3 separate regions of the Mus musculus genome follow, and regions 2 and 3 are each linked to region 1. A link is a contact called in public promoter capture Hi-C data. All regions are on one chromosome and are shown on one strand. Each heading gives the region's core, a stretch centred on a gene start, on an enhancer-like site or on the middle of the called end of the contact. The rest is flanking DNA. Distances are from core to core; before and after follow the strand shown. Region 1 holds the start of Alms1 (ALMS1, centrosome and basal body associated). Region 2 holds the start of Pcyox1 (prenylcysteine oxidase 1). Region 3 has its middle 22 kb from the start of Fam136a.

Region 1 (2,655 bases), core at 105-2,604:
GCACACACTAGGCAAGACCTCTCTACCACTTAAATACACCACCAGCCTTTCTAGTGTTACTTAAAACTAATTCGTATGTAAAGAACCACACGTGACCATACTGACCAACAACGCAGTTCCTGATAGTTAAAAAGCATTAATAGCACGGTTAGTTTCAAAATGATCTTGGTAGGACCTCTGTAAACTTGGCTCTTCCTCTATTTGGTCCTAACTTGGTGCTTTCTAATTTTCCAGACCAGAGCTGCCTCACAAGCTTTCTTTCATTCCAAGTTCCTGCCACTGGCTAGGAACCTATTAATTGCTACAAGTGCAAAGACACACAATGGGCGGGAAGACACACAAAAGCTCACGCAGAATACTTAACCAACAATAATTCCTAGTGGGGGGGGGGGGGTGAGGGGGGGATGTTTCTTGCACTTCAATAAAACTAAGGTGTTAAATGCTAAACGTCTCTCCACCAGTTAGCTATTCCCTAGACTCCCTCCCCAGCTCCCACCTCCTGCCAAAGAAGCCTTTCTAACTGCTCGCTCTGGGAGTACCGGCTCCCAGCGCCATCTGTCTTATCTGCCCTACTTTAAAAACAAAAACAAACAAACAAAACAAAACGAAAAAAAAAAAAAAACGGATCCACTGAGAGGCGCAGGAAACACGGAGCTGTCAATGTCAGGAAGAACCTAAGACTACAAAGAACCTGCCAGCCCCACAAGCAAGGTGTACAGTCCATAAGCAAGGCGACCCGCAGCGCGTAGGTCCCGATATCCTGGACCCAGTTCAGTAGCTCAAGCATCTCTACAGTCGCTTGGCCTCAGCCCCGCTCCTCCCCACAGCCCAGCTCCGGGCTACAGAGCCGCTTCTCACCTCAGTCTTGCCCAGATGCTCCACTGGGGTGTACCGGAGCCGCGGGGACAGAGGCGGAGGCGGAGGCGGAGGCGTGGGAGGGGGCAGAGAGAAAGCACTGCCAGGACGGTCGGGGTGAGCCTGCAGCCAGGCTTTAGCCAGCTCGTCCTCCTCTTCGTCCGAGCTCTCCTGCCGCTGGGACTCGTAGTTAAAATCCAAGTCGGGCCCCGCCTCTTCGAACTCTTCCAGTCTCCCACTCTCCTCAGAGGTCAGGGCCTCCTCGGTCGCCGCCGCCGAGGCGTTCTCCACCTCTTTCTTCCCCTCCTCTTCCTCGCCCTCCTCCTCCTCTTCTTCCTCCTCCTCCTCCAGCTCGTCAGGCCACGGCAGGTCCTCAGGCTCCATGTTGGCCTCGCGCTCCAGGCGCCTTTGGAAGAGGAGGAGAGGGGGAGGGGCGAGGAAGGGAGGGGAAGCGAGTTGACTGGCGGTTGCGGCTGCGCGCAGGCGCACCTGCCCTCACTGCCTCACGCGGGGCGGAGCTGAGAACCAGCCCGCGCGTTGCTAGGGACGCCCCGCGGGGAGCGCGGGAAAGCCGCAGAAGAGCGTCACTAGACCTCGCTCACAGTACCGTATGCTCACAATAAACCTAGTCCGGGCTTTGGGGACGCTAGGGGTCCTGCACAAAGTCACCCATGATTTTTTATCTCTTGCCCTAGAATAAACCAATAATAGTCACGTTCGCAAGTTACAAATTTTAAGGTTAGTGCCAGTCTACCTAGCAGTAGTGAATCTAATGGGATGAGTGAATAGTTAAGAGAGAGAGGGAGAGAGAGAGAGAGAGAGAGAGAGAGAGAGAGAGAGAGAGAGAGGGAAGAGAGGAGAGATAGTTGGGATCTGACTAAACCACAAGCAACTGTGTGAGAAGCGCCTATAAAACGAGGTTAAGAAACCAACCCCGGCCTGGAGAGATGGCTCACGGATTCAATTCCTGAGTTCAATTCCCAGCAACCACATGGTGGCTCACAACCATCTGTAATGGAGTCTGGTGCCCTCTTCTGGTGTCTCTGAAGAGAGCAATGGGAGTGTACTCATGCATAAAATAAAAGAAGGTGGTGGCGCACGCCTTTAATCCCAGCACTTGGGAGGCAGAGGCAGGCGAATTTCTGAGTTCTAAGACAGCCAGAGCTACACAAAGAAACCCTGTCTTGAAAAAAAACCCAGAAATATTAATAAATAAATAAATAATAAAATAAATAAATCTTTTTTTTAAAAAACGAAAAGAAAGAAACCACACACACACACCCTCAGGGCTGAAGAGATGGCTCCACCAGTAAGGCATCTACACCACAAACTGGAGTTTGATTCCCAGAACTCACATAAAAGTGGAAGGCAAGAACTAACTCCCCTAAATTGTCTTTACTGAGTGCACACACAATAGTATAAAGGTAGCTGGATCAGGTAGTACACGCCTTTATTCTCAGCACTTGAGACGAAAAGGCAGGTAGATCTCTGAGTTCAAAGCCAGCCTGGCCTACATAGGGAGTTTCAAGACACCCAGGGTGACATAGACAGACTGCCACAAAAAAAAAAAAAAAAAAAAAGTCTTTAAAAGAGGGCAGGCAGCATGGCTTAGCAGGTAAAAGCACATGACCCTCCATCCTGCCCAACAGGCTTCCAGTAGCAACGCTGTACCTCTTAAACCAACTGTGAAACGAATCATTTCTAATTCAAACCATCACAGAGAGACATTTGTCCATGTCTCCCCAGAAGAAGCCACAACACTGTGCCTAGTGTCTGGAACAGCCTCTGGCATTTAAGGAG
Region 2 (2,655 bases), core at 45-2,544, 810 kb before region 1:
AAGATCTGTGGAAAAACCAAAACTACAAGATATTGACAGGTCTCAGCTGACTAGAAGTGAGAACACCTTGTTCTATAACATAGCACAGCTCTTCCTACATCTGGAGGAGAAGCCTGGCTCTTTAGACTGCCCAGGGCAGAGGAAGGCAGAAGCTGGAAACAAAGAGCTGACTGGTTTTGAAGTTATGCTCTTTGGGAAGGTTGAAGCATAGGGGACATCGTTCTCGGATCTGCTAACAGAGGCATGTCACCAGCTCCCTTTCCTATGAAGGTCAACCAGAAAATTTAGTTTCACCTCTGGTAGCACGCAGCTTCCGATGGGGATTCCCCATTGAGTTGGCATGCTGTCCATCCATCCAGCCCAGTAGCTCAGGCCAAACTAATGGCTTCCTAGGAATTTTACTTAAGATGTCTAAAATTGCCTTTGGTGATAAACCCACATCCCTCAGGTAGAGAAGGGAGGATCCCTTTGTCCTTGTGTGTATGTTTATTTTTATTTATGTGTTTGTGTGTGTTCTGGTGCCCTGGAAGGTCAGAGGAGGGTGACAGTTCCCCTGGCACTGCTGGCACAGGCAGTTGTAAGCCTCAGAAACAGAACTCAGTAGCACTCTTAGCCACTGAGTCATTTCTCCAGTGCTTAAAATTTTGTTATGCTTACAAGTGTGCCAGAGGAAGGTCCGGTGGAATAAATAGCAGGAAGTGCTCTTAACTACTGAGCCATGTCTCCAGCACCCCCACTCTCCCATACACACTCAGTGTTTTGTTTTTAGGCAATTGGAGGAAAGTAGACAGCATTTCTTGTTTTTGTGTCTTCTCTAGTGTCTTCAACTTGGAAACAGACCGTATGTGAGAGGCCACTTTGGTGTTCTAATTTTATTCGTATGGACGTGGGTCCCGTGTTTTGCTCCTCTTACTTCACAATACCCCATCTCTCTTCCTTTTCTTATCACGCAGCTGAGTCCCTGGAACAAAGTGCTCACTTTAGAAATGTTTGCGGCCGGTTTGCCTGGTTTAGACTGAGATTGGCCACGTGCATTCTCTACAAGCTCGCGATTTTGGGGACTGTAGAGGGCACTTGTGAAGAAGGATGCATCTTCAGGAGAGGCGGGAAAGGAGAGCTGAGGTGGCCCTCAACCTGCGCCTTGGATGTGGGCTTCTGGGACCAGAGTGTACTTCGGGGGCACAGAGGACCAGGATTAGATAACACAAAATCGGCGAGCCTGGGGAGCAAAGGACCTGGGTGGGACGAGTGGGCGTGGTCGTGTGCTCTGGGGCGTGGTCTGGGCGGGGCGAAAGCGCGCAGACGCATAGAGCAGGGTCTGCTGGCGGACCCGCGGTCAGTCTGCAGCTGCGGGAGGCCATGGGGCGCTTCGCCGCTGCATTGGTGGGCTCACTGTTCTGGCTGGGGCTGCTGCTATGTGGTCTGGGCAGTCTGGCGAGCGCCGAGCCCCGGGCCCCGCCGAACAGGATCGGTAGGTGCGGGGGATACAGAGGCGCGGCGATGCCTAGGTCGGTCTTCCCAGGGCTGGGTGGAGATCGGGGTCCGGAGACCGGGCCGTGCGCTCCGAGTCTGGAGGAGTGCCACTGGAGGCGTGTGCTAGCCAGGGACTCGGTATCCGTGCAGCTCCAGCCTGGGAGGCCCTCGGCTCTAGCAGCTGAACGCCCTCAAGAGCCCGCCTCTAGCTGTCCCTGGAGCTAAGTCTGTTTGTCCGGCCGATTGGGGCACGCAGACTCTGCACTGGGACCAGTCTCTCTTCCCCTACCTCCAGATCCCCTCCCCCGAGAAGGACTGGGACCGCCTCCCCGCACCTGCGCTCTGCTTACTGCAACTGCTGCAGCTAGCTGGAGAACCCGGTCTCTTCGTGGCTTTGGTTGCCTCGGGTTTTCATTCCTGGGTGTCTATTCCCATCTGAAGCTGTGTCTTTCGGGATCGTTAATGGTGTTGGGGCCATAGAGAGACAAAGAACAAAGCTGGGCGAAGATGGCGTCTGCTTTATTTAAAATGCGTGCTGGAGGGGCCCATTCATACTTCCCCAGGAATTGGGCACAGCAGGGTCCCTGGGTCCGGTGGTGCCTCCACAAAGACCTGGGAGAACCTTTGGGCATCTTTTGACCAACTGTCAGTTTGTAACTTCATCTATAGCACCTGTCTAGGTTCAGGGAGTCTGTCTTTAAAGAGAACCCCTTCCCTCAGGTTTCCCCAAGCTGTTAGTTTTAGTCTTGAGTAATGGCTATTATTGGTTAATGGCTTTTCAAAAACAAAAGCAACACTGATAGGAGGGGAAACAAACGGTTCCTCTTTTCCTTTCCCCCCCTCCGTATAGCAATAGTCGGTGCTGGAATCGGTGGTACTTCCTCCGCCTATTATCTAAGGAAGAAATTTGGGAAGGACGTGAAGATTGACGTGTTTGAGAGAGAAGAGGTCGGGGGCCGTTTGGCCACTTTGAAGGTGCAAGGTCATGACTACGAGGCAGGGGGTTCAGTCATTCACCCCCTAAATTTGCACATGAAGCGATTTGTCAAAGAGCTGGGTATGTGATTTCATAGCACTAAGCAACACTATGTGTGACTGGCCGTATGTGTTTTCCTAACACAGAGAACTGATGTTTCTGCCTTGTCTTCTACAGAGAAGTTGGTGAAACTGTTTCTCTTGCTG
Region 3 (2,655 bases), core at 84-2,583, 760 kb before region 1:
TATGCAGAAGCAGACTTGAGGAGCCCTGGAGGTGGTGGTACTGGACCAGCTTCAACACCTGCTATGAGAACTGTAAAACCCTGGTCTTAGTCAGTGTTCTCTTGCTGTGAAGAGACACCATGACCACACTAACTCTTATAAAAGAATTAATTAGGATTGGTGTACAGTTTCAGAGGGTTAGCCCACTTTCATCATGGTGGGGAGCATGGCTCTACACAGGTAGACATGCTGATGGAGACATAGTTGAGAGTTCTATGCTGGGATCCATTGGGCCTGGCTTGGCTTTTTGAAATCTCAAAGCCCACCTCCAGTGGCACACTTTCTCTATCAAAGCCACACCTCCCAATCCTTTCAAATAGTGCCACTCCCTGGTGACCAACCATTCAAATCTACGAGCCCACGGGGGCTCGTCCATTCAAACCACTACAGCCCCTTTCGCCAGAAGGGAGGGGAGGGATTCTTCTTTTTAGTAAGAAGAAACTAGGGTTTAAAGAACCCGAGAAGTCACTAATGGCTCAGCAGCCAGCACCAGCAGAGAGAGGCTTAAGCCCAGACCGTAGTCTCTAGAAGCCTGTCATAATGTTATATTACCCTTCCATGGATGGCACAGTCATGGAGGCTCCAGCAACATCACTGTGGTACCCTTCGCCTGCCAGGTGGGCAATCACCGTTTTGAGCCATGGCTGTTCTCTGGGATGAGGTGAGCATTTTGCCTGCGGGCTAAAGGGTAACTGTGTTCTCAGTTCCCAGATGAACAGTGGGCAAAGCCCATCTGATGGTTATAGTTTATGTCATGCTGAAGGCGGGGCAGGCTCTTCCAGAAGTCTGATGCTTCAGACCCAAGAGGACTGTCAAAAAAAAAATGTCTCAATTCTGGAGGGCACGTGGGAATAACAAGCTTCAGGAGATGGTGGGCAGCGCTTTTTCCATTCAGATGTCTCTCCTCCTTTAATCAATTACCTTCCTCCGGGGAGGCTTCTGTCTACTTTTTCTTTTTCTGGAAAGGTCAGGCAGCAGGGACTGCATCCCTGCCTCCGCCCCTCCCCCCTCTATCCCCTTTCCGCACCCCCTCCCCCGGGATCTCAGCTCAGGCTTCCTAGTTCAGGGGTGAGATTTATCTTTCTTCCTCTTCTCAGAGAAGGATGAGTTCACAAGTGACAAGAGTGGTCTTCTGTTCTTCCTTTTTCCTTCTCCAAATGCTGAGAGAAGTGGGAGGCTAGCTTGCAAATGTCACGGAAGCCTGTAAAATGCTGAGCGCAGACGGATGCCAGGAATAGCTGGGGTTGCTGGATTGAGGAGATGGGCGACTCCATCATCTGCTAAGAATCCATTGTTCTGCAGCTGCCTGGACACAATGGCGAGGCTGAGGCAGGGGAGACAGAGGGGGTGGGGTGGGTACTGTGACTAGGTGTTTCTTTGCGAACCCCGCTTTGGGGGGGTGGGGTGGGGTTCTGTTGGGAAGAGGAGCAGGGCAGGGTTAGTCAACAGGCAGTCCATGGGTGGGTTTAGAACACCCAAAACCGGGGACTTTTGGGATAGCATTGGAAATGTAATTGAGGAAAATACGTAATAAAAAATATTAAAAAAAAAAAAAAAAAAAAAGAAAAGAAAAGAAAAAAAGAAAAGTGGTGCCAAGCCCCAAACTCAGTAGAAAAGCAACAGTATACCTCAAGGACAGATAATCATCCTACTTGACTCTATAGCCCACATTCTCAGTGCACAGATGCACAATGTAGGAATACATGTCCACCTGCACTTCCACACCCAAGGCTTTGCAGGTGAACTCAAACTAGCAACATGAGTGCTAGGAAGGACTTTCAAACCATAGCAGGGACCTTAAGATTTTTTTAAATATAATAAAACTCCTTTTTATTTGAAAAAAAAAAAAAAAAAAAAAACCACCCAAAACCAGGGCCACAAATCGCAACCAAACAAAGCAGAACAAAACAAACAAACAAACAAACAAACAAAAAAACCAACAAGTACTCAAACAAAGAAAGGGGGCAGGAGGCATCTCATTGGAAAGATTTTGAACTTCTTTGGGTAAAAGGAAACTTTGAAGTCTCCAAGGGCAAGTCTAGAATTTTCTTCAGTGTTTCATGTTGGGAGTTCCAGATGGTAGGTAGGCTTCATTAACTTCACAGGGCAAAGGCACGGCGTGGATTATGAGACTGTGTAGTCAAGGAAGACCTTGAATTCTGCTGGAATTACAGTGACGCACCTCCATCAGTTTATGTCCAGATTATGGTGCACCGGGCACAGAAGAGCATGCTAGGCAAATGCTCCACTCACTGAGTCACATGCCCAGCCCTGGGCTAGGAGTGCTACTGGGTTTAATGGTGCTGGAATTCTCTGTGGGCAGCAGATGGTTTGACAAGCAGGCTATGAGTGGACATAACAGACATTTTAAAATTATTTTTAAGATTTATTTTACTTATATGACTATTTTGGCTGCATATATGTATTTATACCACATGCATATACCCAGTGCTGAATAAAGTCAAAAGGTCAGAAGGTTAAAATAAGGCCTTGGATTCCTTAGAATTGGACTTACAGACAGCTGCGAGGTACCATGTGAGAGAGGTGCAGGGAGATCCACACAGTCTGCTGGAAATGGAGACAGAAAGGTCAAAATAAGTAATCTTAAATCAAAAC

The links. Promoter capture Hi-C pulls out the DNA fragments that hold promoters and counts their contacts.
Region 2: a promoter capture Hi-C map of embryonic stem cells shows a contact between it and region 1, with 4 times the contacts expected there. The contact joins the promoter of Pcyox1 here to the promoter of Alms1 in region 1. A contact is called at or near these places in 7 of 39 promoter capture datasets (the 3T3-L1 cell line, 3T3-L1-derived adipocytes, the HPC-7 cell line and 3 more), 2 of 484 Hi-C or Micro-C datasets (both in embryonic stem cells) and 5 of 115 datasets of contacts at active chromatin or transcription factors (bone marrow-derived macrophages, embryonic stem cells, large pre-B cells and 2 more).
Region 3: a promoter capture Hi-C map of embryonic stem cells shows a contact between it and region 1, with 3 times the contacts expected there. The contact joins the enhancer-like site here to the promoter of Alms1 in region 1. A contact is called at or near these places in 2 of 39 promoter capture datasets (embryonic stem cells and liver) and 2 of 115 datasets of contacts at active chromatin or transcription factors (embryonic stem cells and pancreatic cancer cells).

The regions. Positions count from the first base shown.
Region 1 is chr6:85,586,230-85,588,884 of GRCm38.p6, reverse strand. Alms1 (ALMS1, centrosome and basal body associated) reads right to left here and starts at 1,354. Exons shown (of 23, transcript NM_145223.2): 1 at 859-1,354. The coding sequence starts at 1,239.
Region 2 is chr6:86,395,789-86,398,443 of GRCm38.p6, reverse strand. It overlaps Pcyox1 (prenylcysteine oxidase 1), which reads left to right and starts at 1,294. Exons shown (of 6, transcript NM_025823.4): 1 at 1,294-1,471; 2 at 2,324-2,530. The coding sequence starts at 1,360.
Region 3 is chr6:86,342,504-86,345,158 of GRCm38.p6, reverse strand. No RefSeq gene overlaps it. Among named protein-coding and RNA genes, the nearest start is that of Fam136a, 22 kb to the left of the region's middle. Within about 2 kb of position 1,333, at least 13 of the 459 cell types and tissues checked have an H3K27ac peak or open chromatin away from gene starts, as enhancers often do. A contact at or near this core is called in embryonic stem cells, where this site is marked.